2 separate regions of the Callithrix jacchus genome follow, and region 1 is linked to region 2. A link is a contact called in public Hi-C data. All regions are on one chromosome and are shown on one strand. Each heading gives the region's core, a stretch centred on a gene start, on an enhancer-like site or on the middle of the called end of the contact. The rest is flanking DNA. Distances are from core to core; before and after follow the strand shown.

Evidence for each region. A called contact is a pair of places that touch in the nucleus more often than the background predicts.
Region 1: a contact with region 2 is called in a Hi-C map of skeletal muscle, with 2.7 times the contacts expected there. The contact joins two enhancer-like sites. A contact is called at or near these places in 2 of 3 Hi-C or Micro-C datasets (both in skeletal muscle).

What each region holds. Positions count from the first base shown.
Region 1 is chr20:43,298,449-43,301,995 of calJac240_pri, forward strand. All of the region lies in intron 2 of GSE1 (Gse1 coiled-coil protein), which reads left to right. Among named protein-coding and RNA genes, the nearest start is that of GINS2, 67 kb to the right of the region's middle. Within about 2 kb of position 1,708, at least 6 of the 16 cell types and tissues checked have an H3K27ac peak or open chromatin away from gene starts, as enhancers often do. A contact at or near this core is called in skeletal muscle, where this site is marked.
Region 2 is chr20:43,048,777-43,052,311 of calJac240_pri, forward strand. The region is part of intron 2 of GSE1 (Gse1 coiled-coil protein); the gene reads left to right. Among named protein-coding and RNA genes, the nearest start is that of GSE1, 210 kb to the left of the region's middle. Within about 2 kb of position 1,500, at least 5 of the 16 cell types and tissues checked have an H3K27ac peak or open chromatin away from gene starts, as enhancers often do. A contact at or near this core is called in skeletal muscle, where this site is marked.

The DNA of each region.
Region 1 (3,547 bases), core at 458-2,957, 250 kb after region 2:
GGAGCACCTGCCGCGTTCTCAGCTGGGCGGGGGATGCCAGCCGAAGTTGAGTCGCTTTGGCTCTAACAAACTAGCCTTTGTCTGTAAAGTGCGTTTAAAATACACTAAACCCTTGTTGACCCCTGCGGTGCCTTATCTGGGGCCTGAGGGGTAGGGGCCCACACAGGTTGGGGTTTGGAAACAAAAAGCGGGACCACCAAATGGAGAGAGGACTCCTTTTGTCAGCGGTGCCTGAACAAAAGGCCCAGCCGCGCTCCGGGTGGGAGCGTCCCCGCCTAAGCCGATTTCCAGGAGGCGATGGGGGGGGGGGGGACACAAAGGGGCAGAGAGAAGGTCTTGGTGGGGCGCTTTGAAATGTGTCCCCTGGTCGGCCGCCTCATCCACTCCCCCGGGATTCCGCGCGCCCACTCCCCAGCAGGGGTGGCAAGGGTGGCGGGGCCCAGGTGAGCTGCCATCCCCGGCCGGCCTTGGTGCTGCTTCTGCCCGAGTCATCTCAGCCTTGCTCACCCTGTGTTTACGGCCGCCTCCGTCAGCAGGGACGGCAGAACCTGAGGCACAGGCTGCGCCTGACTCAGCCGCCACGCCACAGGTGAGGGCCCAGGGCGCAGGCTCTGGCAGCGGAGTGTGTCATCTCGGCCGCCGGCTGTGCAGGGAGCCGCCCCGCCCAGGTAATGGGGAGACTGGAAGAGGCGCTGACCTGCGAGGGCAGCGCCCTCTGTGCTTCCTAAGAGACTTTCCGAGAGCCTCGTGTTGGCAGCATTCCTGATCTCCTGTGGGCCGGGTGCAAGGATGGCTTTTGTCACTCTGGCAGAAGACACCAAAGCCAGTGGGGGAAGCGGGGGAGCTGGAGCCAGCCAAAGTTTTGACGCTCCAGGTTTTCTTTCCTGGAGCCTTGGGGGCGGTGCCTTGCCAGAGCTGGGGGGGGAACCAGCCAGGTGGCCTGGGGTCAGCCCCGCCTTGGGAAGGGAGCCGGGGAGGTCCTGGTTCTAGGCAGAGTGAGGCTGCGCTCCAGACAAGGAAGGCAGCAAGGTGTGCGCTGGAGCAGGCCCTGAGCTGTTTGGGGCAGTTTTTAGGACCCTGGCGTGTCCGCGTTCAAAGAGGCTTGTGGATCTCCAAACTAGGTGTCTTTGCACTGTTGCAAAGGGCCCAATTAAGCCACCGCCTCTGCGTTCTTGAACCCGGTCCTGGGGGATGGTTTTCAGAGCTCGCTAGGTGATCCTAATACACAGACTGGGGGCAGACTGAGGCTTGGGGCCAGGAGCGGGGCTGACAGCGCTCTCAAAGCAGGAAGCCTCTTCCGAAGGCCCCGCTGAGCCCTCCCCTCCAGCAGTCATTTCCCCGTCTCTGGGGGAAGTTCAGGGGCTGCAGAGCTGAGTGCCTTGTGGTTTAGAGCCGAAGCCAGGCCTGCCTGTGGGCTCAGCATCTCTGGCCCGAGGAAGCGCCGGGTCTGCACAGCGCCACTCTGTGGCAGACCAGGGTTCTGCACCTCCAAGCTGGAGCCCACTCCTGCCAGCCCTGGAGTCCTAAACTCCCCTTGAGCGCCCCTGGGGCAGATACCATCAGGAACTGGTGACTCCCACTTTTCTGGAAGAGTGCTGGTAAGCCAGAAGCCTGGCTGCTACCTTTTCCCTGCCCCCGGGAACTCGCAGGGGCTTGTGGAGCCGGCTAGCTGGGCCGGTTTTTCCTGGCCCTGTCTGAAGCCTTGGAATTCCCAGCCTGGGTTTTTTGAAGTCTGAGGATCGAACCCCAGGATCTGGCTGGGCTTGGATGGGAATCGTCTCTGGGTAGCATATGAATTGCCTCTTGTGGCTAACAGCAGGGTCCTCTGAAACCACAGGGCTTCCCTCCCTTTCCTGGTGTGCCAGGAGAGCTGTTATTTTAACCTGCAGAGATGCATGTTCCAGATGACATTTCAGTTTGGTGACTGTGCTGAGGCCGGCTGGCTTTAATTCCCCCGGCCCCCCCCCAGCCTCAGATCTCCGTGCGGTGTGGGACGCCGTGCTACTGCTGGCTCCACTTCCGCATGCTGGCCTTTCTCCCCCGGCTGAGGCCACAGCCTGGGAGGTGACGTTTCTGAGTGTCCCTGTCAGTGAGAATTTATTGAGCTCCTCCTCTGAACCCAGCCGTGTGCTTGCTGCTGGGAGGTGTACAGACAGATAAAACAGGAGCGTGGCCAAAAGCAGCCCTTTGCACGCCTGCCAAACGCACACTCGGGGGCCTTTTAATCTTGCTTCTGCAGCCCTGATCCCCCACCAGCCTCTTCTCTCACGCCCTCGGCTCCAGCCAGACGGTACCACACACCTGAGTTTGGCCACGTCCCTGTCCTACCATGGGCCGTCCCAGCAGCCTGGGATTCTCGTCTGCCCCAAAGCCCACTTGTTCCTGAGGACAGCCCACCTGCTCCTCCTGACCCGATACCCGCACGCCACCCCCGTGTCTGCAAACAGGAGTTCAGAGGGGAAGTGAGAGCCACCCCTGGGAGGCTGGGGCCGAGTCCAGGCCTGGAGGAAGGAGCTGGAGGCAGGTGGAGGAATGGGGAGCCTCTAGCGCAGTGGTCTCTCCTGGCCGTACCTTTGAATCGCCTGGGAAGCTTTAAAAGCAGTAGCGCCCAGGCCGTTCCTCCAGGCAGTTCAGCCCACCTCTCAGGATGAGGCCTGGGCGTCCATGTTTGAAACCCCCAGTTGATTGTCGCTGAGACCCTGGCTTTGCTTTCTAGTCACCTGGGGGCCAGGGCGGGAGGCTGGTTTGTTTTTCTTTGGTTTTGGAACGGAGTCTTGCTCAGCTGCCCAGGCTGGAGTGCAGTGGCGCATTCTCAGCTCATTGCAACCTCCGCCTCACAGGTTGAAGAGATTCTCCAGCCTCAGCCTCCCCGAGTAGCTAGGATTACAGGCCCTTGCCACTACGCCTGGCTAATTTTTTTGTATTTTTAGTAGAGACGGGTTTCATCACGTTGGCCAAGCTGGTCTCAAACTTCTGACCTCAAATCACTCACCTTGGTCTCCCAAAGTACTGGGATTGCAGGCATGAGCCACTGCACCCAGCCAGGGTGGGAGCTTTCCAATACTTGACCTCCCCACTCCGGAAGGGCCTTCTTCTGCGGGGAGTCAGTGTGGGGAGGAATTCCTTCCCCTGGGCAAGATGGGCTGATGCTGTTTAAGCAGGCTTCCCACCTGGAAAGCCAGAGACCACCTTGCTTCCCCCGGGGTCGGATGGAGCACCCTAGTGACTGAGCGTGGACATCTCCCCCCTGCTTCACCTTGCACGTAGGACCAGGCACCTCTCACCCAGCCGGGCACTGGATGCCTCTGGGCCTTGTGTGAGCCCCGGGCAGAATCCTGATGGTGGTTTGTGCCTGGCCCAGGTGTGCTTGGAGCCCTTCCAGAGGGGCTTTCAAATGCAGACTCCAGTTGACATGGGTAGATTTCCTGTTCTGAACCGGTCCTTCTGGCTGGAGGAGTTGGTGTGTCTGAGGAGGTGTGTTACTGTGTCTTTTGGATGCTGGATGGGTGGGGCGGTGCATGTGAATGGTGACGTAGACCCTCCCACG
Region 2 (3,535 bases), core at 250-2,749:
GACTCAGGACCCTGGATTCCCTTCAAGCCCTGGTCTCTGCTTCCTCGGGACTCCCAGAGTGCCCTGATGTCTCATCACCAGTCGGCATAGGCAACACGCAGAAACACCCCAGATGCTCTCCTGCTGTGGCCTTGACCCAGGCTGTTCCCGCTCACTTCCCGTTGGTCTGAACCAGCTCACGCTCCACCCAGATGTAAGAGGAGCAGGACAGAAGCCACTCCCCAGTAACACTGTCCCCAGCAGAAGGGGCCGAGTCCTGCCATCTGCTGGACAGTTCATCCACGGCCACGATCCCTAAGATGGCGTGGGTCAGAGGCTGCCCGGGTCAGAGGCTGTCTGCGTGCTGCCAAGCACTTCCCCGCTCTGCATGCCCTCCCTGGTTCCTGTGTGCTGTGGTTCCGAGGCAGCCCCTGGCTATCTTTGAGGCCGTCTTTGGAGGCCTGTCCTCAGGCCCCTGTAGCTGCTCTGTAGAAAGGGCCGGGAGTTCTCATGTAGCCAGTGACCAGCAGCTATGGGGTGGAAAGGCCTTCCTTCTGGAGCAAGGAGCCGCCCACCCTCCAGAGCTCCCCTGGGACAGGGCTGGGGCTCTGTCTGAAGTCACCCTTGCTTCCTCACACCCTGTCAGTCTCCCCCAGAGCCCAGCCTTAGAGATCACAGCATCTTTGTCTCTCTGTCTGCTTCGGAGAAACCTGCCTGAGACAGCACGTGCCCAGGGCTGTGGCCTCAGCCCCATGTGTATGGACATGTGTGCCTCCAATGCACCCACTCCTGCACTCGGCCCTCCACCTTCACTCTCCTCGTTTCCCAGCAGAGAAAGGGGCACCTGGTTCACCTGGCCCCTCCCGGGAAGGTCAGGTTGGGAACCCGAAAGAAGGAAGCCAGCAGGGGGCAAGTACAGGCAGGCAGGTTCCTTTCAGAGCATAGCCGTGGGGCTCAACCCCTCAACCTTCGGCTCAGGATGTCTTGGAGCCTGCGGAGTGTCCCTGGGGTCCGCAGTCAGTAGATGGAACCGCGGGGCCATGAGGGTGCAGCCATGTGTGTTGCCTGGAAGGGGCAGGTTTGTAGAAGGGGCAGGTTAGTAGAAGGAGAAGGTATAATAACCTACAATGACGTCATTTCCCCCTCTTTCTTTTCTAGCCCTGTGTTTAAATCAGTTATTCTTTGGGAGTGATTAGGCTGTGCATGGCTCAGTGTGTACCTCTGGACTCCCTATCTCTGAGTTCAAAACCTGGCTCTGCTCCTTTGGAGCTTCTGCTATGTGGCAGATAAGCACCCCATGCCTCAGTTTCCCCACGTGTAAAACAGGGGTGATGCCCTGACTCCTGTGGGGCTTCAGGAATCAGTCCATGTCAGATGCTTGCCTGGCACACGGGAGTGTGTGAGCTGGGCCTGCCCTGGCAGCGAGAGAGAGCTGCTGCCCACCAGAAACCCTGGCTCTGGGACGGCTTTGTCTCTTCTTTGTTGGGCAAATGGGCTCCCAGCCGGGCTTGGGCCTCCATCGCCAGGAAGGCGGGACTGGGCTTGGGTACTTGGCACTAGCCTCCAGAAGTCCTTGGCAAGCCCTGCCTGGAGCAGCTACGGTGCCGAGTGCTTTGACACCAGGCGCTCCCAGAGCTCTGCCCCCACTGCCAAGCGGCAGCTGCTCCGGAGGGCACGGGGGGCTGGATTTGGCTGTGGCTTCTCCGGCTCTGCACAAGAGCCCCCCTTCCCTGGCCCTGCTGCAGTGTGACTGCCTCTGGCTCCTGTCACCCGCTCTGTCTCAGCCTCTGTTCCTGCGTTTCCAGCCGAGCTGGGATCGCAGTCTGTCTCTCTCCATGACCGACCTGTTTACCTTCTCGGGAACTTCTTGTCATGCCGGGAGCACGGAGCTTGCAAGTCGGGGCAGGCAGCTTTAGAAGCCCAGGCAGCCTGGAGAGGCTCTTTCCTTGCAAGTGGGTCTCTCCCCAGGAGCCTCCTGGAATATTTAGCAGTGGATTACCCACGCTGGGCCCAGGCACCCTCCCGGCCCTCTGCCTCCTGCTCTGCTGCTCACGGGGATCTGGTTCCCTGGCCAGCGTGTGACTCTGTGTGTCTGTCTGTGACTGGTTTAGATTTTTATGAAATAAAAAAGGAAAGAGAATTTAACTTGGGCAGTTGAAAAAACAATAAACCAAGCATTGAATAAAAGCAGATCTTTATATCTGGCAAAATTGCCTTTAAGAGGATCTGTTTACCCTAAACTACAATTTCTTTCCCAATAAGTTGGAGATAAAGATTTTAGATGGAAAAGATGAGATTGGCTGAGTAGCTGGAGGGGCTGTTCTGGAGCTCAGGGTGGGGTGTCCCAGGGACAGTGTTAGGGACCCCAGGGACAGAGCCCTGTCACCAGGCACAGACCATCTCTGCAGGGGCCACCGTGCACTGGCCCACCTGGCCACCACCCTGCCGTGGCCTCCCTCTGCCCACCCATCGTCCTTCATTCCCCTTGACAGCTCCAAGCTGATAAACTGTCACCAGGGAACTCGGCTGGACCGTTTGGTACCATGTGGGTTTAAGCAGTTTGAGAGCGCCACCCCCGCCCTCACCCATGACCTTCTCAGTGGGAGCAGACATCAGGGGAAAGCTGGGCATCTCTCCTGGCTCGCGACTTCACCACGGTTCTGATCCCACCGCGCTCTGAGTGTCTGCCGGCACGTCTGTCTCCCTTGCTACACTGCTGGGTGTGCCTTTGTTCACGAATGTTGATTGAGCGCTGCCTGTGTACCAAAGACCATGCCGGGCATGGGGGGCACAGAGGGGCAAACAACAGACACAACCCCTGCCTCCAGAGCTTTCATTCAAAAGGAAGGCAGATAACTCCCAAATGAGCAGGTAAGAGTGATGCCAGGCGATGAGATGGCCATGAAGAAACAGGGCACGGGACACGGAGACCCGAGGGCGTGGCTTAGACGGGTGGTCACAGAGGCCTAAGGAGGTGGCATTTGGCAGAGAGTTACAGGCCAAGCAAAGAGCATGTGCAAGGGCCCTGAGGCAGTGCCCGGCGTGCTTGCCCTCACCATGAAGGCAGGGACCGTGGCTCCCTTTCCTTATGACCTCTCCGGCATTTGGCACAGTATACATTATATGTGCTCAGTAAACTTTGTTGAGTGAATACGAGCTTTTAAGTCAGCTGGTGTTGGGAGAAATGACCAGGGGAGGAGAAACGTAAAGATGAAATAAGATTTTTTTTTTTGAGATAGAATTTCGCTCTTGTTGCCCAGGCTGGAGTGCAATGGCATGATTTCGGCTCACCGCAATCTCTGCCTCCCGGATTTAAGCGATCCTCCTGCCTCAGCCTCCCGAGTAGCTGGGTTATAGGCATGTGCCACCACACTCTGCTAATTTTGTATTTTTAGTAGAGATGGGATTTCTCCATGTTGGTCAGGCTGGTCTTTATCTCCCAGTCTCAGGTGATCCACCCACCTCAGCCTCCCAAAGTACTGGGATTGCAGGTGTGAGCCATGGGAAATAAGATTCTTACAAGTGCGGAGGGTGCACGTCTTCCCAAGTTTCCTGG